Regions from separate parts of the Sus scrofa genome. Here all the other regions are linked to region 2. The links are chromatin contacts, called in public Hi-C and promoter capture Hi-C maps. All regions are on one chromosome and are shown on one strand. The core of a region is the stretch at or near the end of the contact, and the rest is flanking DNA. Distances in the headings are between cores, read along the strand shown. Region 1 overlaps SPATA31D1 (spermatogenesis-associated protein 31D1). Region 2 has its middle 650 kb from the start of FAM205C. Region 3 holds the start of LOC100524475 (transducin-like enhancer protein 1). Region 4 overlaps LOC100524475 (transducin-like enhancer protein 1).

The links. Promoter capture Hi-C pulls out the DNA fragments that hold promoters and counts their contacts. Hi-C and Micro-C count contacts between places; a contact is called where the count stands out from the background.
Region 1: a Hi-C map of liver shows a contact between it and region 2, with 2.1 times the contacts expected there. The contact joins two enhancer-like sites. A contact is called at or near these places in 2 of 47 Hi-C or Micro-C datasets (liver and skeletal muscle) and 1 of 2 datasets of contacts at active chromatin or transcription factors (skeletal muscle).
Region 3: a contact with region 2 is called in a promoter capture Hi-C map of liver, with 16 times the contacts expected there. The contact joins the promoter of LOC100524475 here to the enhancer-like site in region 2. A contact is called at or near these places in 3 of 5 promoter capture datasets (fetal liver, fetal skeletal muscle and liver), 13 of 47 Hi-C or Micro-C datasets (embryonic fibroblasts, fetal skeletal muscle, fibroblasts and 7 more) and 1 of 2 datasets of contacts at active chromatin or transcription factors (skeletal muscle).
Region 4: a Hi-C map of liver shows a contact between it and region 2, with 7 times the contacts expected there. The contact joins two enhancer-like sites. A contact is called at or near these places in 3 of 47 Hi-C or Micro-C datasets (heart right ventricle, liver and skeletal muscle) and 1 of 2 datasets of contacts at active chromatin or transcription factors (skeletal muscle).

Annotation. Positions count from the first base shown.
Region 1 is chr1:234,497,461-234,503,878 of Sscrofa11.1, forward strand. The region is part of intron 2 of SPATA31D1 (spermatogenesis-associated protein 31D1); the gene reads left to right. Among named protein-coding and RNA genes, the nearest start is that of SPATA31D1, 130 kb to the left of the region's middle. Within about 2 kb of position 1,546, at least 12 of the 83 cell types and tissues checked have an H3K27ac peak or open chromatin away from gene starts, as enhancers often do. A contact at or near this core is called in liver, where this site is marked.
Region 2 is chr1:235,029,763-235,036,171 of Sscrofa11.1, forward strand. No RefSeq gene overlaps it. Among named protein-coding and RNA genes, the nearest start is that of FAM205C, 650 kb to the right of the region's middle. Within about 2 kb of position 4,654, at least 20 of the 83 cell types and tissues checked have an H3K27ac peak or open chromatin away from gene starts, as enhancers often do. A contact at or near this core is called in fetal liver, fetal skeletal muscle, liver and 1 more, where this site is marked.
Region 3 is chr1:234,368,822-234,375,829 of Sscrofa11.1, forward strand. LOC100524475 (transducin-like enhancer protein 1) reads right to left here and starts at 1,834. Exons shown (of 20, transcript XM_003480540.4): 1 at 473-1,834. The coding sequence starts at 496. It overlaps SPATA31D1 (spermatogenesis-associated protein 31D1), which reads left to right and starts at 2,145. Exons shown (of 7, transcript XM_005660180.3): 1 at 2,145-2,263.
Region 4 is chr1:234,298,201-234,304,471 of Sscrofa11.1, forward strand. LOC100524475 (transducin-like enhancer protein 1) reads right to left here. Exons shown (of 20, transcript XM_003480540.4): 13 at 5,213-5,403; 14 at 3,729-3,805. Among named protein-coding and RNA genes, the nearest start is that of SPATA31D1, 70 kb to the right of the region's middle. Within about 2 kb of position 4,096, at least 14 of the 83 cell types and tissues checked have an H3K27ac peak or open chromatin away from gene starts, as enhancers often do. A contact at or near this core is called in liver, where this site is marked.

The sequences.
Region 1 (6,418 bases), core at 296-2,795, 540 kb before region 2:
TTGCTTACCAGGTACAATAAACTAGTCAACATTTATCAGTCATCTGCATGCATTAAACACCCACTGTGTGTTTAGCATCAGGTGCTATGGAGCCTTAGAGAGAAAGACATTCAAGGACTTTATAGTTTAATGGGGGAGAAGGAGAAACACAAATGTGTACATGTAAACAAGCAGGGCTGGAGATGTATAAACATACACACAATCCTGACCATCTGTGCAAAGACAGAGGCGGAAAGTGACTGGAAGGATAAAGGTGGGTGGGTGAAGGGAGTGAAGCAGCTGAAATGAGGTGAGGCTTGTTTTGTCAAAGCTATGTTGGGGTTTGAACACAATGTATTTCCCATTTCTCCAAAAAAAATGAGTAAGATGACAGTACATGAACAGAATTTTTTCCTTCTCTTTTTGATGCAGTGAGTAGGGGTTCTATGAGATTTGAGGGGGAAGAGAAAGGAACCCCCAGAGCAGTGGTTTTCAAAGTGTGGTCCCAACTGTCAGCATCACTGGAGCCCTTGTTAGAAATACAAATTCTCAGGCTCCAGCCCAGACTTCCTGACTCAGAAGCTCTGGGAGTGGTCCAGCCAGACACACTATACTCCCTCAGCCTGAGGACTGCTGTTCTGTGAGGTGGTTCTGAGGCTGCCACAAGAGTAGTATCCCTTTGAAATGACAAATCCAGAGGCCAGCTGTGTCCATGGGAGGATTCAAGAAGACAGAAACAGCTGGCGAGGAGGGACAACTGGGGAAGGCCCTAGAGCTCGCCAGCAGGAACTTCATGAGGCTGTGTTGGAGCCCTGTGAAATGTGCCAGAGCCTCTGATTCTGAGTTAATGTCTTCAGAGAATTCTAACTTGTGCATTTCCTGACTTTTATGAGCGTGTTGAGTATTGTAATTCCGTGAGGCTTTTAAATGTAATTTCCGCTGCTTTTAAGGAAAAGTTGAGATGGTGGGGAGGAGGTCTGTAGGGCTTGGGTGGTGGCTGATGGTGAGATAGTAAAAACGAGGAAACCATTTTCAAAAGGAATAAAGCTTAAAGCAAATTTATTCTGTAAAGACAGTGCTGCAAAGCCTGTATATCTTTACTGAAACATGAAAAAATAAATTAATAATAAAAGCTAATATTTATATAGCTCTTGTGATGTGCCAGGCGTATCCTAAAGTATTTACATATACTGATTCATTAATCCTCACAGCAAGTTCTGAGGTAGGGCTTATTGTTGTTCCCATGTGATAAAAGAGGCAACGGTAGCACAGAGAGGTTAAGATACTTGCTCAGGTTTACATAGCCAGAGCTGGGACTTGAACCTGTGCTTTCAGGCTGTGTTTTCTGCCGGTACACTATGTTATGTTGCCTGACTTAAACATTGCATAACAATTTCTATTTTCAAAGAGTGACTCATTGTTCTAAATTGTTTGGCATTTGAGAATTAGGCTTCAGGGCCTGATGACTTTCTTATTTAATTTTCTGGTTGGCCAGCCGAGTATTTCCTGAGCCTACCCAGTTCTCACAGAAGGTAGCCGAAGCTGACTTCTGGGTAGAGTAAATCAGTTACAAAATAAAGGTTAGGCTCAGTGCCAGAGCAAAGCTTGGAAAGGCTTGGGAACCCCTCAACCCAGAACAGTTTAGCCCGGCCTCAGCAAGCCCTGAAGTTTAGATGCTCTGAAATACCTGGTTCCCCTCTGAGTGCACGGAGAGTGGGTTCCATGGAGTGGAGGAAGGGAGAGGGAGAAGAAAGGATGCCATCAGTTTGTGGGTACTCTCCTGTCTCTTGTGGGTTAGTCTTGGGACAGACATTCCTTGGGGAAGGGTATGGGCTTTGGGGTTGGATGACAGCCTGGTTTGAGGCCCAATTCCTTCTCTTGCCCTTGCCAGATCTGGAAGCCATCTGCTATGCCTCAGTTTTTCCTCACCTATAAAACACAGATGATATTAGTGTTTGCCTTAGTGTCGTTGAGAAAATTAAATAAACGATACACTTGAAGTTCTTTAAACAAAGCCTGGCACAGAGCAAGCACCAAATAGGTGTCAGTTCTCATCCTTCTTGTTTTCTGACCTCCTGCTAGATGCCTGGCGTGGTTCTACAAGCCTTCAGGAACACCGATGCGCAAGTACTGCTATTTTTCACAATGGTGACTTAGGTGTCTGCCATTTTGCAGGTGAGGAAACTGAATTTCAGTGGGGTCATTTGCCCAAGGTGACACAGCAGGGAGTGGCTCACTGAGACTTGAACTAAAGTGGGCCTGAGCCCATGGCTGGGGGCACTGCCATCCCTCTCCCATAGGCAGGTGTTGTGCCAACATGCACCCCTGCTGGATTGAAATAATTGGCTCCAGGTTCCTGGGGAAACTGATACTGAATTACTGTTTTGTTCACACTTGCAAAAACTGGATTTGAAGCAACTTTTAATCACTTTACCTAAACTGTTAGCACTGTGGAAATCCTCCCAACGCGTTGTCTTATGGATATATCAGCACAAGAAATGTTTGATGGGGCCTGTGATTGGCTTGTGATTTTTAGGCCCCCGTGTGCTTGATAAGTAGTTTAAGTCACAAATGAATGAGATCCTCTCTGAGGGAATGGGTGTAGACATTGACATGTCTCACAGGTACTGTTGTCCTGTCACTAACACACTGACACCATAAGCTTGGAGCTCTCTGTCCACTGTTTACATACAAAGGGCCAGCTGATCCAGATACAGAGGGAGGTCTGCCAGGACCTCTGTTCTCTTCTCAGGTCTGGATTGCTATGAAGGTCATTGCCAGGCACAGCACTCAAACTCCTGTTGCCGTATATTTAATTTGCTTTTCTCTGACTAGTCACCCAACAGGTTGGGACTTCTCCCCTTGGTGCCTTACTGTGTTTGTGTCAGACCAGGCAGTGAAGTATTGGGGACCCCAAAATAGGTGCCATAGGTGTGTTGTGAAAAACTGAAATTCAAGTGGTGTATTAATGGATGTTTAGCTCGTATCTGTCCATGTTTTACTGCTATTAACACAGCAAATCTTTCTTTATAATACTTACTTTAAAGTATACTGTATGCCAAGAAAATGCAGAAGCAAGAAACAAAATGCACAGTACCAATGACTACATAAACCTAGGAATAGAGTTTTCATTATCAGATTGAAACATATAAAATTGCTATTATACAGTATTTTTGACCTATACAAACAGACTGTCCCTTGGGGAACAAAGGAGTTAAAATTAAGTGAGAAAAAAAATTCAAAAATATCAATATGAAAGTCCTCCTTCCACCCTCTGTATATTATCAAAACAAATGATAACTATCTGAAGAATTATAGCTAGAAAATTTAGCAATATCTTTATTGGAGAGGGTCTGAAAATCTTTTTTTTTTTTTTTTTTTTTTTTTTTTGTCTTTTTGCCTTTTCTAGAGCCGCTCCCTTGGCATATGGAGTTTCCCAGGCTAGGGGTCTAATTGGAGCTGTAGCCACCGGCCTATGTCAGAGCCACAGCAACACAGGATCCGAGCTGTGTCTGCAACCTACACCACAGCTCACAGAAACGCCGGATCCTTAATCCGCTAAGCAAGGCCAGGGATCGAACCTGCAACCTCGTGGTTCCTAGTTAGATTTGTTAACCACTGAGCCACGACGGGAACTCTGAGGGTTGGAAAATCTTTATAATTTGGGAAATATGAATTTTTTAAAGTTTTTTAAAATTGAAGTATAGTTGGTTTACAATGTTGTGTTAATTTCTGCTGTGTAGAAAAATGATTCTGTTATACAAATATACCTTCTTTTTTATATTCTTTTCATTATGGTTTATCACAGGATGTTGAATATAGTTCCCTGTGCTATGCAGTAGGACCTTGTTGTTTATCCATTCTATATATAACAGTTTAACCCTAAACTCCCACTCCATCCCTTCCCCATCTCCTTCCCTCTTTCCCACCACCAGTCTTTTACTCTGAGCCTGTTTCTCTTTCATAGATAAGTTTATTTGTGTCATTTTAGATTCCACATATAAGTGATATCATATGGTATTTGTCTTTCTCTGACTTACTTCACCTAGTATAAGAATCTCTAGTTGTATCCATGTTGCTGCAAATGACATTATTTCACTTTTATTATTATTATTATTGCTGAGTAGCATTACAATGGATATTTGTACTGCATCTTCTTTATCCATTCATCTGTCAATGGACATTTAGATTGTTTCCTTGTCTGGGCTCTTGTGAATAGTGCTGCATAGGGGTGCATGTATCTTTTTGAATTATAGTTGTGGCTGGATATGTGCCCAGGAGTGGAATTGCTGGATCATATGGCAATTCTTTTATTTTTATTTTATTTTATTATTTTGCTTTTTAGGGCCACACCTGTGGCATATGGAAAATCCCAGGCTGCAGCTGCTGGCCTACACTACAGCCATAGCAAGACGGGATCCAAGCCACCTCTGCTACCTACACCACAGCTCACGGCAACACTGGATCACTGACCCACTGAGTGAGGCCAGGGATTGAACCCACATCTTCATGGACACTAGTCAGATTCACTTCTGCTGCACCATGATGGGAACTCCCCTATTTTTAATTTTTTGAGGAAACTCCATGCTGTTTTCCATAGTGACTGCCCCAACTTACATTCTCATCAGCAGTATCAGAGGATTGCCTTTTCTCCACACCCTCTCCAGCATTTGTTATTTGTAGACTTTTTAATGATGGGCATTCTGACTGGTGTGAGGTGGTACCTCATTGTAGTTTTGATTTACATTTCTCTAATAATTAGTGATGCTGAGCAGCTTTTCACATGCCTACTGGCCATCTGTATGTCTTCTTTAGAGAAATGTCTATTGAGTTCTGCCCATTTTTTGATTGGGTTGTTTGTTTTTTCATTTTTGAGTTGTATGAACTATTTGTATATTTCGGAAATTAAGCCCTTGTTGGTTGTATTATTTGCAAATATTTTCTCCCATTCTGTAGGTTGTTTTTTCATTTTGTTTATGGTTTCCTTTGCTGTGCAAAGGCTTGTAAGTTTGATTACGTCCCATCTGTTTATTTTTGCTTTTCTTTCTATTGCCTTGGGAGACTGACTTAAGAAAACATTGGTACGATTTATGTCAGAGAATGTTTTGCTTATGATCTGTTCTAGTTTTATGGTGTCATGTCTTATGTTTAAGCCTTTAAGCCATTTTGAGTTTGTTTTTGTGTATGGCATGAGGGAGTGTTCTGATTTCATTGATTTACATGCAGCTTCCAACTTTCCCAACACCACTTGCTGAAGAGACTGTCTTTAGGAAAGATAAATTTGATAAGGCAAAATATCAGAGGAAAAAATATTATCAGAGGGCACTGACTTAACCCATCTGTGTCTCAGTTTTCTCATTTGTAGAATGAGAACATTGTACTAAATGATTCAGTGTGAAGAGTCTGAAACTTAATGAACACTCAAAATAGCCATGGGATTGAAAAGCAACTCTCCACTAGTCAGGATGCTCCAAAATTGATAGGGAAAAAACAAAAACAAAAACACATTTTGAAGATGTATGGAAAGGATCAATTTGGGATTTGTGTCTTTATGTTTCCAAGTCCTATTTAAGCTTAATCTTAAAACCGAAGCATTTCTTAGTTGCTAGATTCCTGGGGATTTTAGACATAGGTCTCATGCCCACCATAAAAAAAAAAAAAAAGGAAAAGAAAGAAAAAGAAAAAATCTATTTATAGCTTTGACCACAAACAGGAGGTGATTCCCCCCCCTTTTTTTTTTTTTTTCTGTCTTTTCTAGGGCCACTCCCACAGCATTTGGAGGTTTCCAGGCTAGGGGTCTAATCAGAGCTGTAGCCACCAGCCTATGCCAGAGCCACAGCAATGCAGGATCCGAGCCGCGTCTGCGACCCACACCACAGCTCACGGCAATGCCAGATCCTTAACCCACTGAGCAAGGGCAGGGATCGAACCCGCAACCTCATGGTTCCTAGTTGGATTCGTTAACCACTGCGCCATGATGGGAACTCCAGGAGGTGATTCTTAGTACCATCAGCCTTGAAAACATCTCCCCCATCACAGTGTGGCAAAAAGCATAGAACACACACTCTCACCCTCCTCAGAGCATACCTGGGAGCTATGGTTGGCTGTGGGCAAGAAGGAGCCTTTTCTGGGCAGTTAATAAACCAGTTAAGTAAGAGCATTTTACAGATGTTTTGAAGAGAAGCCCATAGTCTCCTTAGCAATATCCTGCTAATGTCTATATTTTTTAGCAAGTCCATCAATAAGGACTAAAGTCAGTTTTTCAGTGTGATCCCCATTCAGGGTTGTGGCATGATGCTAAAAGGTAACATTTCCAAAATATCAATAATAGGCTAAGTACTCTTCCAGGTGTCTTAAATACATTAATTCTCTAAATCCTGATAACTCTCAGGGCTCAGTACTGCTTATACAGATGATAAAACTGAGGCCTGGCTGGGAT
Region 2 (6,409 bases), core at 3,404-5,903:
TAAATTCATTGAGTAATTTAAAAAATTTAAAAAAAAAGAGGGTAAGAGAGCCTTCCAGTGTTTCTAGCTTGCCTGTGTTTCCTGCAGGTAGCCTAATAGCCTAATAGATCAAGAGAAACTAGCAACATGCATATCAGTTGCATAAAATTAACAAGGAAAAATATCTTTAATGCTTCTACCAATTTACACTGTGAGGAATACAAAGCAATGTATTGACTTTTGGAATTGCAGGTTATAGATTCCCTGAGCTGACTGACCTCTGCTGTGGTGGCTTGTCCTCTAGATGAGGAAACAAGGTTCACCCGACATCTCCTCTTAACTTGGGCAGCCCACTTACTTTCTAGAACCCCAACTTTGTTTCATGAATTTCAAGTTGTAACGAAAGAGCTTTGTGGTGAAAAGCAAGTGTTGGAGACTTGAGGGAAGAGCAGGTTTCTCTTCTATGGATAATAGAATGTAAGGTATCAACCAGATAATAATCAAATAATCCAAGTCAAATAGTACAGAACGTATTGCTGTTGAATTTCATTGGTCTCTGTAAATGTCTTGCTGGGGCTGTAATGTAAGACCACACTTCACTTGGCACACATGGAATTTGACATCATAGGAATGGGTATTGCTACTGTCAGTAAACCGGGAATAGATCATTACCAGGCCAGGAACATGACTTGGAATAAATCTTTAATTTTGAGAAAGATACTCCTCTTTTATCTCGTCTCTGCTGTAGATGGCCTTAGACCCCAAAGTTTAGGTACTCAAAATATTCCTTTGAAATTTGTGAGCTGATCACTGCTGGGTGGGAAGAAGGAATAGGCTAGAAAGGAAGTGACACTTTGGATGAACTAGAATATTTCCTTTTCACCATTCTTGCTATTTAGTTAAATAATTTAAAATCTTACAATCTAGTCTTAAAAGTACCATGAAGAATTAAGGAAAGAGCTTGCTGAATGCATGGATCAGTGAAGGCAAATGGAGGTGTGCAACCCCCCTCTAAAGATAGAGTGGCGGTACAAAAACAGACATTCTTATAGGATGTTCATACCAGCAGAAGGATGGCCCTGTCATGAGGGAACAGTGAGAGCAGAAATAGAGGAATGAGCCAAGGGATATGAGGGCCCTGATTCTGAGCATCAAGGAAGCAGCAGAGGGAACTCTCTGAAAGCATTGCAGGCAGTGTGTAAGCGGGGGCTCTGAGTAATTACAAATTGGAGTATAAATGGAAATATAACTCAGTTAGAGCCAAATCAGTGAAGTTCGTACTCTGACTGGCAAATATCCTTATGAGATGATCCAGGAACCAAGCAAGTATTCTAAATACCCTGCCAAACATTGTCATCTGTTGTCCTTACAAGCCAGGCATGATAATAAAAACTGCTAACAAACCTGTATTACATGCTTTTTATGTACCACATACAGTGCTAACACTTTAAAATTCTTATGGTAATATTTTGAGTTTCATGTCACAAGCCTCTTTTTGTCAGTGAGGAACCTGCGGCTTTAAAAGGTTAAATAAATTGCCCAAGATCAACAGCTAGTAAGTGGTAGAGCTGGGGATCAAACAGAGATCACTTGTTCTAAAGCCTGAGCTCTTGACCATACTACGCTGTCCATTAAGAACCAAAGATGAAGGCATGAGCATGATGGGGAGGGGAGGAGAAAGATGGATGCAACTGATACAATATGATTCCACAGTGTTAGGACATATCATCAGTGCAATCACTTTTTAGGCAATAGAAAGAAATAAAAAAAATTAAAGTGTGTCAATTGTAAGATACCCCCTGCCTTCAGAAATATTAAAGTGAGGAAAATGAGTTTCATAGAATATGGGACGTTTACTTCCCATATTCCAAAATCTTTGCGTATTACTTTATTTAGTATTCATAATGATCCTCAAGGAAGTAAATTACTCAAAGTTAGATAATGGGTCAGTGATAGCACCAGAATTTAAACCCAACCTGAGTATTAACTCAATTTTTAGAAGGTATTAAGCCTCCATTCCCTATCTTTTTTTCTCCTAAGACAGGATCCCATAACTCCACACTTGAAAGAATGTTCTTAGATGTGGTTTCTATAATTGCTGCTCTTGAAAGCAATGTAGGTGAAAGTTCTACAGTCACCTTCAGACATTTTGGATGCATTAGAGAAAATGATAATAGCTTCTGCAATTTACCTAGTAACCATTGCTTTTAGGAGCTTTCCTTTAGAGCCAAGTTACTTATGTGATTTTCAGCCAGTTTACTTTGGAACCTAACACTGAGGTTGTTCAAGGCTTCATACATGAAGTGTTATTACTATTTCTTACCTAGACAAGATATAAATATATTTCGGTGTGCCAGTTTGTTTCAATGTACAGTACTCTAGCTGGGATATACACATGAGGAAACTACAATAAATGTTTTTGAAAAAAATAATTTAAATTGATATTTATTATCCTTATGTTTAAAAGAGTTAAATGTAACTTCCTAAAAGTTTCTTGCTTGTAATGAAGGTGTAACTTAAATAGAAGGAGTTTTGTCACACCGGGTAACAAAATTCTGGAAAATTTAATTTCCATTAAAGACCGCTTATAATAGAAAGTCCAAGTGGATTGTTGAAAACTGACATCAATTCATATGTACACACATACATGTGTATCAGCATATATATGCATGTATACACATACACGTATGCACTTGGAGGAATCAGTTGACCTCCAGAAAAAGGTAATGGATATAAAAATCTCCCAAGATAAATACATGCACACCTTATCACAGGTGTAAGTTCATGCACTCATATGTATACATATGCATATATACATGCAACCCTCATCAAAAAATAGTTTTGAAAACTTGACTGTAAATTGAATTTTCAATTAAATTGATTTAAATTAACTTGATGAACCAATATTTAATTGAGCAACTTCTTTTTAAAAATTTGTTCTTGCCATCCCTTTTGTTACATTTAATTTTTTTTAGTTTTATTAAAAATTTTAAACTAACTTCTTTTTTAAAAGTTAAGATTCCATGGGTAATTTATGTTATATACAGAATAGAAGTGACAAAATGACTTCTTTTTTAAAAGTTAAGATTCCATGGGTAATTTATGTTATATACAGAATAGAAGTGTATGCTTAGTTTTCTCAAAGCAAGGCATCCATATTTTTAAATTTATTTATTTGGTCTTTTTTTTTTGGGGGGGCTGCACCTGTGGCAAGTGGAAATTCCCAGGCTAGGGGTTGAATCAGAGCTGTAGCCACTGGCCTACTCCACAGCAACACCAGATCCAAGCCTCATCTGCGACCTAGGCAACACTGGGTCCTTAACCCACTGAGTGAGGACAGGGATTGAACCTGTGTCCTCATGGATGCTAGTTAGATTTATTGTTGAGCTATGATGGCAACTCCTATATTTTAAATATATACCTGAATTGCATTTGTTCCATTAATGTCAGTCACTCAATGAATATTTATTTAGCACCTACTGTGTACCTACCACTCTGCCATGTGCTGGAGAAGCCTTGTGTGTGTGTGTGTGTGTGTGTGTGTGTGTGTGTGTGTGTAGTGTATACATATATATACACACAGAGAAATTAAGTTATAGATTTGTAACCAGAAACTCATTGAAATAATAAAAATTCTTTGGTCTCCCAGCAGTCTATCAGTCCTTGGGAAGCTATTAACTACATATGAAACTGAGCTCTCCTGGGCACCGTTAGCAACACAGTCTATCCTCGATCGCAATCTTTAGTCCGCCCAGTTGATTCCCGTATTTAAATTCAGTTCCATAGCTGGATAGTCCCAATATTTTCATTTTAAAGTCCACTCTGCAACTTTAAAGTCAGCAGCATATTGAGAACATTGTTCCAAGCAGAAAAATGCATATTCAGATCTTTAAATTTTTTTACTACTTATAGGCTGCATAGGAAAATTAAGGATAAATGAACTAAGACATTTGGTGAAGAGCATTTCTATACAGTTTAGCAATCACTTCTCTGTGAGTCCAGGACCATATGCTTTTGAAAATCCTTCAACAGTTAAGTAATACCAAGAAATCAGCCCCCCTCAAGCAATAAATTACTTTGATATTCACCACAACACAACAACAAACTGGCTGTCAAGTTTGGCAACCATTTGAAAAGAGGCGGGCTTCCTCTCTGAACTCTGAATGGAAACATTATTTTTCCTCCACTAGAAGCCATCATCACTCTTTCACCATAAGGAAGGTCACACCATCTTTCACAAAAGATTTGCCTGCTTGTAATTACTGCCTGCAGCGTACAGACAAATGCAATTTTTTAAAATGCTAACTGTGTTATACTTATACCCGAGGGATCCAGGGTACAAATGTAACGCGGCCTCACCAGTTTGTCTTAGTGAGACCTTACAGTGCTGATTGAAAACAGCTGAACTAAATCAACAGTTACCTTGAGCCAGGGGCCTTTGGAGAGCAATTAGAGTCAAGGCTTGGGTTTTGAACCCAATATGCTCTGTCAGTCTCAATGATTTGTGTTTGTTGTACTCAGTCTCATTTCCTGCATGAAATATGAGGCTGTATAAAGAGGAAAAATTCCCAAGATTAAAAAATATTTGACCTCAGTGCATTTGTGAGCATAGAAGTACACATGTCTAAATGACCATTTGGGTTTGTAGTACAAAGTTCTATTGATGTTGGCAGCCCGAGCTTCCCAGTCTCAAAGCCACATGAATGGTTTCGAGTTTCAGCCAAAAAATGTTTTCCACATGCTTTAGTGTGGGCCAATTTACACAGTAGATTTTGTGGAGACTGTGGCCAAGTGCTTCATAAAGGGCTGCCTTCTCTGGGATCAGGGAAACCACAACAGACACATTGCTAATGCAATCTAATTATCTGCTTGAATATTTTTCCAGATGTATCCAATGTCTAAAAATACTGCAATAAAAAAGGTATTATTTGGCTCTCTCGACTGAAACAGTGGCATAAAGAACCTGTTTGTCTAGAGGGAAAGTTATGACATTATACTTCTATGACTGCATTTAAATCAGTCAAACAAAACAGTACCCACAGGGTGGGCCTTGCTTTCTGTTTCAGTGAGTCTTCCAAACTGAGACGTTAGTGTAAGAGATCATTCCTTTATGTAAAGGGGTGACCTTCTCACTTATAAGTTAATTCCTCTCATTTGTGGTTTCCTAATTTGATTGAGGTTGGTTAGTGTAATTCATGACAAAGAGATCCCATGCTTTTTCCACGAAGCTTCATTGTATGCCTCACTCAACAGGACAGCAGACCATTTCCTTCCTGTCAGGAGAAAAAAAATCTTTTGACTAATAAGCTGAGATTTTTACCCTCTCCCCATAGAAATACTGGCTGTTCCCTTTTGTTTTCCTTCGGCAGAATTTATTTTTGTACAGCAAGCCCCATACTTCAGCCTAGTTTCCTTTGTATCATTTGGATCTCAGCTAGTCCAGCAGATACATGATGTTATGCCAGGTTATTGTTCAAGTTGTTGGCAACAGTGCTCGCTCCTAACACATCCAACTGCCTAGGAGAACACGAGCACATTCAGTAGGAATTTGTTGAACTAAATGAGAGGTCGGTTTTACCAACCTGTGTCTTTTTGTACCTTTGTTTTAACAAAGACTTTAAAATGTGCCATTAAATGCCAAACAAAAATACCCAAGGGGAGACAACACACACATTTTTCCAAGAAACTGAAAAACATGAAAAATTTTTTTCTTTGCCCTATCTTTCAAGCCTCCTTCTAGCAAGAAGAGTTGAAGGGAAGGTGCATTCTGCATTACACCTTTCAGGAAGCAATAAATCACAGGCAAGCATACCTTCAAAGCTTTAACTGGTCTCAATCACAACCACAAAACCACTGTGCCAGCTTCTCTAATTCCCAGGCTGCACTGCTGAGTGAGCAGAAATACCCAACCTGGAGATACCTTTAGGTAGTAATAGTGAAGTCGTGGCTGAAGCTAAAGAAAACTGAGTGCCAAGAACTTCTGTGAGCTAAAGATGAGCAAGCAACCCCCTGCCCCCCAGCCTGGATCATTCTGTTTTCCTAAATTGAGTTATTCTCCTTGCAATGAGAGTTCTCCCTGATCGATCTGACTCTATTGTTTTTTGCTGTTTTTTTTTTTGTTTGTTTTTTTTTTTTTTTTGAAATCTTGAAACCAGATCTTCATTCACTCCATTGTTGGTTTTTTCTTTTTTCTTTTTCTTTTTCCCCTCAGCTGGAATATGGTTTCAAAATCTGTTCATAGTTCCCTAAAAGATATCCTTGGGGAGTGAGGTCACTTGGATTTTCCAGTTAGAAAAAATAAATGGTTTCATTCCTCTGGCAATCCTTTTTCGCTATGTGACACCCCTCCCATAGCAATGTATGATTATCATATTTCCATGTATCATCAGGATGTACCATCAGGATGGGGGCAGGCAAGTGTTCGCATGAG
Region 3 (7,008 bases), core at 584-3,083, 660 kb before region 2:
GAACTGGGCCAGACTGTCGCTGTCGCCGCCGGCCCCTCCTTCACGGGGGCGATAATGACCCCAGGGACCAGAGAAGAGAAACAACTCTTCCCGTTCCCAGAGCCGCCGGGGCCACCTCCAGCATTGCTGGAAAGGGGGCCGCATTGACATGTAAATAGGCAAGACGAGAAACAAAGGTGGGGGCGCCCTACTCGCCTCTGGGAAGGGGGAGGATGTGTCTGCTGGAAAGAAACCCCAGTCTCTCCGGGCGCCCCCACCCGCCCAGTCTAGACCTCAAGTAGGAGGGGGCACAGAGCAAACGGGGAAATTTAGAGTTTCAGCCCACTCCCCAACCCAGGAGAGGAGGGCCCTCGACCTCCCAAGCCAGGGGTTCGGCCAGAATGCAGCACCCACCCATCTCCTTACCACACAGCAAGAGCGCCTACCACCCCTCACCCCCTGTCCCCCACTCAGCCAGCCAGCCGCGCCTCACCGGGTGCCGGCTCTGTGGGAACATCGCTCTGGCGGCGGCCGCGGCTCCGTTCCCGGGCAACTCAATTCTCCGCTCAATTTCCAACTTTAATCCCGCCGAGGAAAATTAAGCTGAGAAGCCGGGCAGTAGCGGGAAGTGCGGGGGGCGCGCTGGCCACGCACGCAGGCGCGCTCCGCTGGGCGCAGAGGCCACTCGGCGCCCAGCAGCTCCTGTTCCCGCCGGTGCGGGCTCCCACCTTCAGGGCCACATCACAGGGCACCCCGGGCCCCGCTGCACCTAGAACCTGCGGGGCGCCGCCGGCGCCCGGGGCCGCACTCCAAATCGCGAGCCTGGGCCGCCGGGACGAGGAGGTGGGGGCGCGGTGACTCGCTGCGCTCCCCTCAGCGATCCGCGTGTGCCGCACCCGTCCCGGGCAAACAAATCCAGGCGGGTTGCTCTCCACCGTTCTTCTCCCGGTCCGCCTCCTAGCCGGGTTTTCCCCGCGGCGCCAGCAGCCGGGGAGGTGCAGGTGGCAAGCGCCCCCGCTAACCCCACAAAACAAATGTGACGACGTTCACAGCCGACCCCTGCAGGTCCGGGAGGCGCCCAAGACCGGGCGCTCGCAGGGTCCCTGGAGGCGGCGAGGGGCGAGGTCCGGGCCCCGGGGGAGGCTCCGTGTCCGGCGCTCCGCAGGCTTAACCCGAGCGGAGGAGCGCGGGATGACGACGAGGTGGGCAAAGTGTGGAGGGCGCGCCGGGAGGCGTCTCGGCACGCCCCGTGCGGGCCGCTCTTGCTGTTTTCCGCGGTTGTACAAACCCTCTTGGCCCGACGGGACTACTCGGCGGAGAGTAGTCCCGCAGCCTTCCGCTGCTCCTCGACCCCTGGGCGCATCCGAGCAACACGGCCCGTGCACACTCGCCGCACACGGCCCGCCCGGCCACTCCGGACCCCTTCTTCCGATCCTCTCCGTCAGCCCTCTTTCTTTCCTTCTCTTCGTCTACCTCTCCGCAAAGGGCGCTCCAGCCCGCTCCAAAGTTCTCTCACGACCCGGGGAACGACATCCACTCGATGGTAGGGAAAAGCGCAAGAGTGCGCTCCGACGCTTGGCCTCCTTCCCCAGCAGGCAAACTCCGTGGGCGAGTCCGGAGTAATCGCCAAGGGCCAGCGAAGGTCCGGGCTGGTGGCGAGGGAGCCGCCCGGCCGTGCGAGGGTGGGGGTAGCGCAGTCGGCTGCCTCAGGGACGCGGGGCAGAGGGTGCCCGCCGCCGCTGCTGCTGCTCCTGCAGCCGCCGCCGCCACCGCCGCCGCCGCCGCCGCCGCCCGCGCCTCTCGCGCCGGTTACATTAACACGCGGTTTCACACTCCGGAGCTAACCAGCGCCGGCCCCGCCCAGCCCTGCGCGGGCGGGGGCGAGAGCGAGGAGCTGGCGGGGTACGTGGGCCCGGCGAGTGGAGAGGGGGGAGCGGGAAGGCCCGTGTCAGCCAATCGCATGCGCCAGACCCAACGTGGGGTGGTGACGCGACACCTCCCCAGAGCCTATGGCAGCGCGGCACCGGACGGGCTGTCTCCCCTTCTCCCTCCTTTCTCTCCCGCCCCGCTTGCTTCCCTCTCCGCCGTCTCCCCCGTCTCTCCTCCCATCCACCCCCACCTCCCCTCCGCCAGCCGCGTCCTCCCGGGCTCGGCGAGGAACTGTTCCTGAAGGAGCCGCGGGACGCCGAAACCAGCCAATGGAAAGCGGCGAGACGCGAAGATTGGCACCGGGGATGGGAAGGTCGGAGAGAAGGAGAGCGGCGGGGCCGGGCTGTCAGTCAAAGTAACGTGGGGCAAGCAAGGGAACGCGCGGGAGCGCGCAAGCGGGAGGGACAGGCCAACGTGCAGCGGTCGAAGCTGGGGGCTCGAATTTGCAAAAATGCTGCCCACTTGTCACTTTTCCCTTTAATGAAAATCTTTAGATCTCAGTGAAACTCAGAGACTAACCCCGTAGGTTCTTATGAGGGAGAAGGGGTGCTTTTTGGTAGTTCGAGCCAAAGGAATCTTTCGGTGCTTGTCCCCTGTTTGATGCTACTATTGAAAGTGAGGTCACATTCAAAAATTTCTCTGAGGATTGTTTTTCCTCGAGCTGCCTTTTGGCGGATGCAGGAGAAGTGGACTGTGCACTTGGTGGAAAATGCGTACATGAGCAACTCATTGGCTGGCGTACATACAGCAGCCGCCTAAGACTAGGCTTTTAATGCCCACGCCCCCTTTGCACCCAAGGTGGTAGGAGTTGGTTTTTATTAGAAAATTTCAAACCACCTTGCAAAAAGATCGGGCTGCCTTGATTTGGCGGGAAGGAACCCAGGGTAAGGCACGCGCGTCGTAGTCTCAGATGCGATATTTTGCCCGCGGCGCGAAATTTCGGTTCTTCTGTTAAAAGTCCAGATTTCGCTGTGTTGGGAGATAGAGAGCTGCTCAGACTTCTAGGGGCTTCTCAGCAACATGACCACGAGTCTGTTTCCAATTAGTAGAAACAAAGAGAGAGAGTGTGTGGGATAAACAGCATCTAGACCTGAAAAACCTGTCCTGCCCACCCCACCTCCATAGTTCGGATGGTACCCCCACCCCCGCCCCTCTGGCCGGCTGAGCTGTGTAAGGCATTGATTGGGAAGCTTTGGATAAATGACCTGGCTAAAATTCTTATGAGGTGGAACTTGACTTAAAAGGGATTCCAAAAATTTAAATAGACAAGGCAAAATGTATAAATCTCCAGTTTGGATCTGTTTTTCTAAATACACCACATAGCAAATACACCACATAGCAGAAAATCTTATATATTGCTGCATTTATTTGAGTTATTTCCACGTGATTGGTAAGTGAATAATGCCGTTTTAGCCAAATGGTGGTGAATTCTTCCATAAGAAAGACACATCTTTGACAAGCATTTATCTTAGGTTGGAACGTACTGAATTTTTTGGTGTTAATTGCCCCAATGTTCCCATTATTTTACCTTCAAGAGAGTTATGGAAAGGCATTTATTAATCAGAAATAACGTTCTATTTTGAGATTTGCTTTTACGGAGAACTTTTTCTGGAAATATTAAAAGAATCATTTTAGACAATACATTTCAATGGTGGAGTTCTTAAAAATGTTTAATATTGATTTGTCTATAATTGGATCAATCTCAAATATCAATTATAAATGAAAAATTAAAGGAGCGATTTTAGGCAGTCTGTATAAGGTCATAGTAATTCTCCAACAAGTTCAGCATTGTGGCTTTGCCATGTTCTCATTAAGTGAGGTTGGAGAGTGGTTCCTATTATTCATTTTTCTAACTTGGAAAATCAATAGGAAGGAAGCGCTGCCCCTTTTTTGGTTAAATTTGGTGATGACAAGACAGGTTTTCTCCATATACAAGAATTTTTGAATTATATGGCTATCGGCAATTAAGCTTTGTCCTTTGGCTGCCTGCGCCTCTTGAAATCATCTAGTTATTGGCTGGCTTCTACCAGTCTATTGTTGGTTCATCCCATAATCAGCTCCAGGATTGTATAGCAAGTGCCACACATAGACCTGTGCATGCTGGGACAGCTAGGGCAACTAAGACTTCTCCCTGGCTTATCCACACTTTACTTTGATTTACTAGCACAAGCTGGTAGTTAAGTTTAAATAGAGAAGTTAAAACTGGAGCAAAAGGGTTGCTGCTTCTCTTTTTCTCCGCTCTCCCATCCTCTTCAAAAATCAGTTCTAACACATTACCTTTAAATGTTCTCTAACATAACTGTTCATAGCAAACATGTCTACTCACCATATTTCCTAGTTTGCCATGGGTAAAAATTAGAAATTCTCTTTTAACAAGTGTTTCTTTTCCATTAGAGTCTGACACTCCAGGTCTTCTGATTACCTTATGATATAGTATCTGGAGAAAAGAAAGAGCAATGATTTGAAAATTGGAAGGCCTTTAATTTTGTACATGAAGATGGTTGGTTTTCCGATGGTTTCTTTCTCTTACAGTGCATCCTCCTTGAGAGAGGAGGCTGGGCCCCTCTTCAAGGTCATGTTTTCTCTGTGATTGTCATGCTGTAATAATTATACTACAAAACTCTCATCAAACTGCATTACAAATGATGGTGTTTAAACAATCAAGTAGCTTTAATCTTATGTTTTAAATAAATAATATATGTGCAGATTGCCTACAGCCTGTTTAAAGGAAAATAGTCCTACTCATGAAATCTGTAATTTTGGTCTTCTATTTAAAGTCTGTTAACCATAATCTTCCTTACCTTTAACATATTCATGTGTTGATGTTTTTACGTGAAGTAATATTAAGTACTCTGCTTCCCTAGGAAATTGTCTCTGAAAAAAAAGTTCCTTCTTTATCCTCTACAAAAGAAACAGAAAGATTGCCAGATTGTTTATTTTCTCATTGACGCACATAATGCGTATATTTCCATTCATTTGTTGCTGAGTTATCAAGTTTTCAACTCGCGAATAGTATAAGTAGTGACAAAAACTATATGTATCTGCTAGTATAAGAGAAAAATATGAATGCTGGTCATAGAAGTTATGCATCTTTTAAATCTATTGCTTTTTTATTTGAAATAATGCACGTTTTTTTAAAAGATCCCTTTTGTCATTTTCTATTCCTTTCAGCTATTAGTTATACATTTCATCATTTGAATTTTTTTTTAAACTGGAGGTTTTCTTAAGAATGAAGGATCCAGAGGAATCTTCCCAGCGTTGCTTTCTTCCCTCACCACTTTACCAAAGAAAAGGGCAGGATGGCATGGGGTGGGGGTTGGGGGAGGACAGAGAAAGAAAAAAAAATCAGTAGCAGATCCATGCAGCAGTAAAACCTCAAATAAAATCACATCCAAAGACTCTCTTGCGGTTTCACACAATATGGTAAAATTAGAGATTGCAGGAAACCAACTAAATTAAACTGGGAGCATGTGAAGAGAAACGAGCAGACTTTATGAAAATGACACGTTGACTGACCAGTATGCTTTTTTATCAACAATTTCTTTGTTAAGACGCAGATCAAAGAAACCTGCATATGTTTTCATTTTGTTGTAACTAGAAAATTACATCCAGATGTTTAATAGGCATTTGGTTGGTTTTTCAGCATTGATTAGATATGTTGGTTCTGTTTGCTTACAAGTGTAGCCGGATCATTAGCTAATGCAAAGAAATGTTTGCTGTGAGTTGCTAATTAGGGCTTTTGGAAAACCTCCACGCTCAAGAACAATTTGTACAGTGGCCAGAGAACTTGTGGGACTTGGGGAAGTTGTTTTCCCTCTTTGTCAGGGTGGGGAGAAGCAGACAGCCCAGTTCCCTAATCTCTTTCTGCCTAGGGGGATTGCGATGCTATCCCTGAGGAGTGGAGTACAAATAAATTAGGAGGAGACCACACAGGCACTCCCAAACACAGAGATAAATGTGCTCTTTCTGGAACCACCACTATGCAGTCTTTGTGGGGTGGGGGAAGCGAACATCTAAAATGCTGAACATTAACATGTGGAAGATGCTTGGTGCTAATGTTATCAAATACACAGCCTTTTAAAGTATACTTTAGAGACAGATGGGAAAGCCCTTTATGATAAACGAGTGTACTTGAATTCATTACTGTAGTACTTATAATTAAAAATGTCTCCTTTGCAATTTCAGTACTTTTCCAGGGTACAAGAGACCAAGCTTAGGAAAGGGAAGGCTGGGGCTAGTGAAAGGAGTGAAGGAGCAGGATTTTGGAGGTGAGGATGAGACTGAGAGGAAATGCAGTGTTTACCTTCACAGCCCACCCATTTGTTTACCTTGTTAAAGCCCCCCAAACTTGTAGGAGATTAGCTATTCACACAGAATTCAAATAAACTGTTGGAGAATTTGAGGCACCAGGCAGATAAACTTCTTAACTAGCCAGTCACATTTTTTAAGAACACTTGGCCTGCAGAAGAACCCCACCTCAGCCAGGGCAAACTTTTGTTTATTTAAGTCTGCATTTCTGGAGAGGTATAGGTCCAAAATAGCCTGTGTTTATAAGCCATCCTAGAAGTGCAGATACAAATGCTCTTCTACATGTCACTGCCTCTTCTCGGCCTGTTTAATCTCCTGCCCATGTATGGCACATGTGTTAATTTGTTAGTGTAGGCTGGTAAAAGTTGGGATAATACCTTTTTTTTTTTTTTTTTCTATCAGTTTAGCATTTTAGGCCCAACAGAAGCAGAAGGACATTTGGTAGACAAAAGAAAAAAGTAGTTAAAGGAAGCACCTTTGATGCTCCTTCCTACATATTCGCATAACAAGAGCAGACCTTGGCCCCTGAAAGCTCTCTGCAGTGACCCAGTTTGCTGCAGGCCTTGGACTTGCTGGGAAATCTACCTTGAACTGGAGCACCTTTTCTCTGACCTTAAAAGCCTTTGCTTTGGCAGTATTCTTGAAGTAACTCTTCCTGAAGCTAAAAACTTTTTTTGAAGGGTTAAAGCTGAGTTCAGCTAATCTCTGATCTCTTGGTGTTCCTTAAGGTGGAAGGCAGGTGAGCTCTGAAGATAAGAAAGGGGCTAGAAATCGAGAGAATATTCCAGATAC
Region 4 (6,271 bases), core at 2,846-5,345, 730 kb before region 2:
GGTTGACATTCTCACCATTCTGTACACATTTTTTGGCGTTTCACCAAAAAATGTGCACAGAATGGTGAGAATGTCATCTTGTTCTAGGTCACTTTGATAAAAACAATGGAAGGCCACAGGGCCTTTGCATATGCCGGTTCCTTTACCTAGAGGCTTATGCCCTATCCCTACAGATTTACTGCAGCACATAAAACACTTTGAGAATCCTCCCATGACCCTCCAGATGAGATCAGTCCTCCACAGGGTTTCACAAAACAGTACTCCTCTGTTATAGCTCTTATCTCCATTATGATTATACATTTATTTTTGTGATTACTTGATTAATGCTGCACTCTATCCTAGGCTGTGAACTCCCAATAGGATTCTCTATGCCTATACAGCAGATCTCAATGAAATGTGCGGAAGAGAGAACAGGAGGGAGGTAACTGACCAGACTGTGGTGGGCAGATGGCGTGGGAACCGGAAATCACATCCAATGGAGACAGGGCTGAAGCAATGGCCATATTCAGCCAGAAGAGATGCCTGGTGGCCAGATGGTGGTCCCCAAAGATCTGAAGAGCTGTCTGTCCATGGATTAATGGCACACTGTGTGGTCTTAGCGGGTGGGAAAGAACAGGACTGAGGGGTAAAAGTTCCAGGGAGAGACTGGAAGAGTCTTCACACAGCCAGGGAGCAACTCTGTTTTACCCAGAGTGGCTCTGGGCAGCAGGTTGTCCCCACCACTAGGTGCTGCGGCTGAGGCGCACAGCCACTTGGTGAGAATCTTGAACCACAGTTGAGCAGTCACACGAGAGGCAAGCACTTTGAAGGTAGGTCCCTCCAGCCCCAGCTGAACTCTCCTGGCTGGGCTATACCACTCTTCTCACACCCTCATCCGTCTGCCCGTGAACCCTCAAGCTCCTTATCTGCCGGGAAGCCAGTGACCCTTCTGCCTGCAACAGCCCACCTTCCCCTCCCACTCTGCCTAGTGGGCTTACTCCTTTCAGCACAAGCAGCAGCTTTCTGCATATCTACCCTCCCCCAAGAAAGTCCTTCCCTTCCTAACTTTGGTCCCTCTTTACTTGTCTGCCTATCACCTGCTGCTCTGCCTTCACAGCACTCAGCATTTGTCACAAACTTAACTCAAGTATTTACTCTTCCTTTCATATTTCCCTGGCATCAGTAGCCACTCCCAGCCCCCAAAGCTGGGAAGATGAACATTGTCTTTCCTGGAGCATGCCTGGCACCTAACAGTTTTTTGTCAAACATCCATGAAGAGCCTCCAGCTGCCCTTCCCAATTATTATTTCAATTGGTTTTTCTCAGAGAACGATGCTTGCAAAACCGTTACCACCTTGTTCACCCTAGCCTGGACATGCTCACTTATAAAGAGTAAGTGTCGAGAAACTTTTACACAGCAACTCAGAGTCAATTCACAACTGCTGACTCTTGTAATAAAAAAACTGGGACTTGTATTTTCCATCTTTCCCCTCCCATTTGTCTGTGTTTGTCTATTAAGAGAGTATCAATCTTTGTCATATTGGGAAAAACCGGTCTGTCATCATAGCTGGTTTGAGAAGCACTGCCTCAGGTAGTATAACTTTACCAAACGATGAGAACAGAAAGTCCTCTCATCCTAATTAACGGATTAATATGGGGACTAAGGCTGCATAGCCCAGATCCCAGACAATAGGCAAGTTCATTTTTCCCTCTGATAACAATTAATTCCATCTTCCTTCCCAATTAACTCGAGCTTCCTCCTGTAATATGACTCATCTCAAACTTGAAAGGGAATCCAAAAAAATTATTTTAACTGTTTAGAGAGCAGTGAGACCTCGGATCCACAGACCATAGGAAAGCACTGTCACAGGTGAGTCTTACAACTTCACCTCTCTGCCCACTGTCCCTGGGCACAATGGATCCTACCTTATGTAGCTGTGAACACAAAGATCCAAGGTGCTCACAAGTCAAGGATGATGGTAGTACTATCATTCACTGAAGGTGTAAACTTCACGTCTAACTGCATTTTTAACACATATACAAACTATTAGGAATTGAGTCTGAGTTAACCCTCCCCTACACACCAGCCTTCAAGACTAGCACTGTAGCTCTCAGCTCTGCCCACCACACCCCAAATGACTCACATTTCACATTCAGGGTGGGGACCTTGGCAGCTGGACAACCCCCACAGCTCTGACTCCTCAATCTGGCTTTCACTAATGGTTAATTGAACTTGGCCTTGTCTACTATTTCCCTGAAGATTCATCCATTATTATTACTTACTACCATTTCTCTTAACATTACTAGTTTGCCCTTTATCCACTCACTGTATAGTAGGACACACAACAGCAAGCCACAATGTCAGCAACCACAGGTGACAAATACCCACAAGTGGGGCATTCCAGTCTGGACAATGGGGGACATTTCCAAGAAAAATAACACAGTAGTCCACGGTATTCAATCAGAAGAGATCCACCAGCTGAGAAAGTATTGCAACAGTGTTCGGCTTCTCAATCCTGGTCTTCCCTGGGTTTAGATATCACCATGAATTCTTAACATCTCTACTAGTTCACAGTATAAACCAAAGCTTCATTTCACCATGAATCAAATTCCCATGAAATAGAGCAGGAAAAGAGGAGCAATGGGAATCTGCTTTTTAAAAGCAGGGGACAGGGGAAGGAATTCCATCTTGCCTCATTCTATTGGTTTGTTTAAAGCAAGGCTACTACAATGAAAACCACATGAGGATGACCAGATAGTTGAATGGACCACTCAAAATAGTGCAAGATGCAACAGATAAGTAATAACTGAAAGCAACCACTCAAAGGTGGAGGGATAAGCAAAACAAACAAACAAACAAACAAACAAACCTGAAGACCTGTGACATGTATCTTTATATGTGGAAAAATCAACAAATTGGAACAGGCTTTATTCCCTGTCATCTTCTAGCCTAAGGAGAGACAGAGTATTTGCTGAGAAGTTAAGACAGACCCTCGAATTTCAAGTTTGTACAGAAAGTGAGGACTCAACGAATTCTTTGAAATCATGCTTCTAATTACTAATATTATGGAAAACAGGTGATTTTAAGTGACCCCAGAAGAATAACCAACAGGGCTGTTCAAATTTTGAATGTTCTCTTGCCCTTTAACCTATCTCTTTTGCTTCCCCACCAAAGCCATGCTGCACTTTGTAATCCCAGATCTCTCAGAGGAAGGCACTCACCAAAACTTTACTTGGGGGTCAACCTCTGATGCTGGCATCCAACAGAACCTACCTTTCACATAACCCTTGGTTCCACCAAAATAAGGAAAAGTTAGCAATGAGCTGGATTAAAGAGACAATGTGATTCACACTTCTGAGATTTTTGTGACAGCTTATTGTCCACCACAGCATTCAGTGGAGTATCTCCAGTGGCTACCCTCTAACTAAATGGCAAAGCAGAGCAGCTTTCTGAGGAAGGATCAAGTGAGGAGGGCCAGCCACCCCGGGTTTATACCTCCCTCCTCGTCCCTGTCTCCAACACCTTCTCTGCAGAAATCACGAAATGCATGAGATCACCCACAGTGAGAAGACAGAGACATGACACCTACCAGGTGCCTATTTATAGAAAGTGTTAACACTCCTCAGGAAAAGACACTAGAAATCTCCTTGGAAACACCCAAGCCCATGTTCCCTTTGGAATTCTAGTCTGCCGCTACCCATGACTAAGTAAGCGCCTTTAAAACAAAACTAAGGCATTAAGGTACTTACGGCTTCCCCCCTGGGATTCCTGCCAGGTTTGGAGGAATTGTAGGTACGCGCATGTGAGGGGGAGGATCAAACCCAACCTGGAAACAAAAGAAAGCATCGCATACTCAGTTTATGCAGGGTAGGCACTTTGTGACATCTCTGAAGACTTGGCACTAGAAACTCAGAAATCCCCAAAGCAACAGAAACAGGAACATGTGCTAGCATTTTTTTCAAAAGAAAAAATTACAATGGGTGAGGTAACAGAGCCACCTCTAAACAGCACAAGACACACTTCTTTTGGGGGAGGAAGGAAGGCTTGTGATCTATCTGTGCACTGAGAACCAGCCTCCCATGGTAAATTCGCCCTATGGACTTAGGATGTCCTGCCCATCCAAACAAGTACAAAGAGCAATATGCTGTCAGCCTGAGGACAACCTGACGATCACCTTCGGCACTATTGACATTTTAGGCCAGGTATTTCTCGGTTGGGGGCAGGATAATTAGCAGCATCCCTGGCCTCTACCCTTTAAGTGCCACTAGTACCACCCCTGTTCAGAGAAACAGAAGTGTCTTCTGATAGTACCAGATGTCCCTAGGGGGAAAAATTACCCCCAGTTTCACACATGGATTCTCTATTTTGTGCACCTTAACGAAGGTACCTAGTCCTTCAGCTACCCGTTTGGCTTTAAACAATCCTGCTGCCCACTGCACAGTCTTTCCTACTAACACAATATAAGAGAAAAAAAGGTAAACTTCAATATTACCCCAAATTAGTGGAGGTCGTGAAGGAGGGAGAGGAAAGAAATGCAAGGGACAGATTTCAAAGAACCCACAGAAATGATTCAGGAACTTCCATGTGCTATCAGTTATAATCTAGTCCCTTTTCCTGGTACAATCACGGACTAGTCAGTCAATTTTCCCTTCACGGTCTCTCTTCCTGGTCAAACACAAGGCCATCTACACACTGGGAGAAGGCAGGACAAGGAGAACCTGCCCCACTGTTTCAGTCCCTTTGTGATTCCCCCTGGTGAACTGAAATCACTTCTTAAACCTGAGCCACACTATTGGATTTAAAGAATAATATAAGCATGGAAAGAGAAAATTACGGCTTCTCAAATATTTTTTCCTAAGAATTAAGGAGGAGGAGAAAAAAAAAAAAAAAAAAAAAAAACCAAGAAACGAATGAAAAGGCTTCTGTGAGCTACTTGAGTCATTTCATCGCCTTCCAAAAAAAAAGTCTACTTCGGTGGGAGAAAACCAGATGTCCCTGAACCGCCGAAGCAGCTCCTAAACACTGCCTTTTTTCATCCACAAAAACAGTCAAACAAAACACATTTGGCCTCAGCTTAATGAAGCGGCATGTTGATGAAGGCGGACAAGAGGGAGGCGGGTGCGGTGGGGACAGTGGGTCTTTGTCAGCAGGTTGGGAGCTGCCTACCACTGCCGCTGCCGCCGCAGCTCCCGCCCGCGCCCACCCTCGCCCCGGCCATCCCTGTCGTCCCTACCATCGGAGAGCGCCCGTAGGCGACCACAGCAGCGGCGGCGGCGGCTGCGCTCATCTGTGGTGACATGTTGTGGAGGCTGGCGTAGGCGGCGCTGGGGCTGGTCAGCTCGCCGTTCATGCCCGCGTGGGGCACCATCCCGAAGGGCGCGGGGTACGGGCCGGGCACCGCCAGGGGCGTCCTCAGGCCGGCTGCTGCAAGGAAGCACAAGCAGCTGTGACTTACCTAGGTTCAGGTCCAAGCCTGACCAATGCCAGGGTCCTCTCCAGCGCCCATCATTATAGGAAAGGAGGGAAGGCTGGGGTGGTATCCCTTCCAGTTCCTCCATAGGATCCCTTCTTCCCATAGAAATGAATTCATCTCCAGGGAAGAATGGACCCCAAGAGAAGCACTGCCCATGCACTTCCTCCTTGGTTGGAACACTTGGCAACACTGGGAGGGAAGGCAGTTTTAAGCAGTATCAGTGTACCCAATTCACAGAAGGCAAACTGAGGCACAAGTACCACCTAATGATGTGACTTGAAGGAAGGTACTCTTGATAAAATCCGAGATGTCTCCTTGAGCTCAAGGTTTCCATTCCCTGTTAACAACTCCAAATGAGAACCTGATCCTGGATTTATGTGAACCAGAGCGCAGCTTTAGGAGAATATTCTGGGGCCTCTTTTCCCCTGGGCCCAGGGTGTTACGTTTTTCCTTTCCCAGGGAGGAAGATAAAGTTAAAAGTTATGAGTTTATTCAGGGGCTGGAGGCGCCTCAGGGAAACCCTCCCAATTTCTACTGAAGGAGAGACCACTGACTCCTAAGGGATGTACCAGCAGAATGCTAGCCAACGAAAGCAAGCAAGAAGCATACTTGAGCTGGCCAGACCGGCTGTTTCAGTCAATATTAGCAAACTCAGACACACAATGATAGTTTGGTAAGGAGCTTACATGCGGAATAATTATCAGAAACTTTATTGAAGTCCCTGGGATTTGGATTATTTGGAAATGAAAGAAAAGCCAAATGTAAACAGTCGGAGACTGAACAGAGTGCAGCTGCTGAAACCCAAGGACAAACATCTGT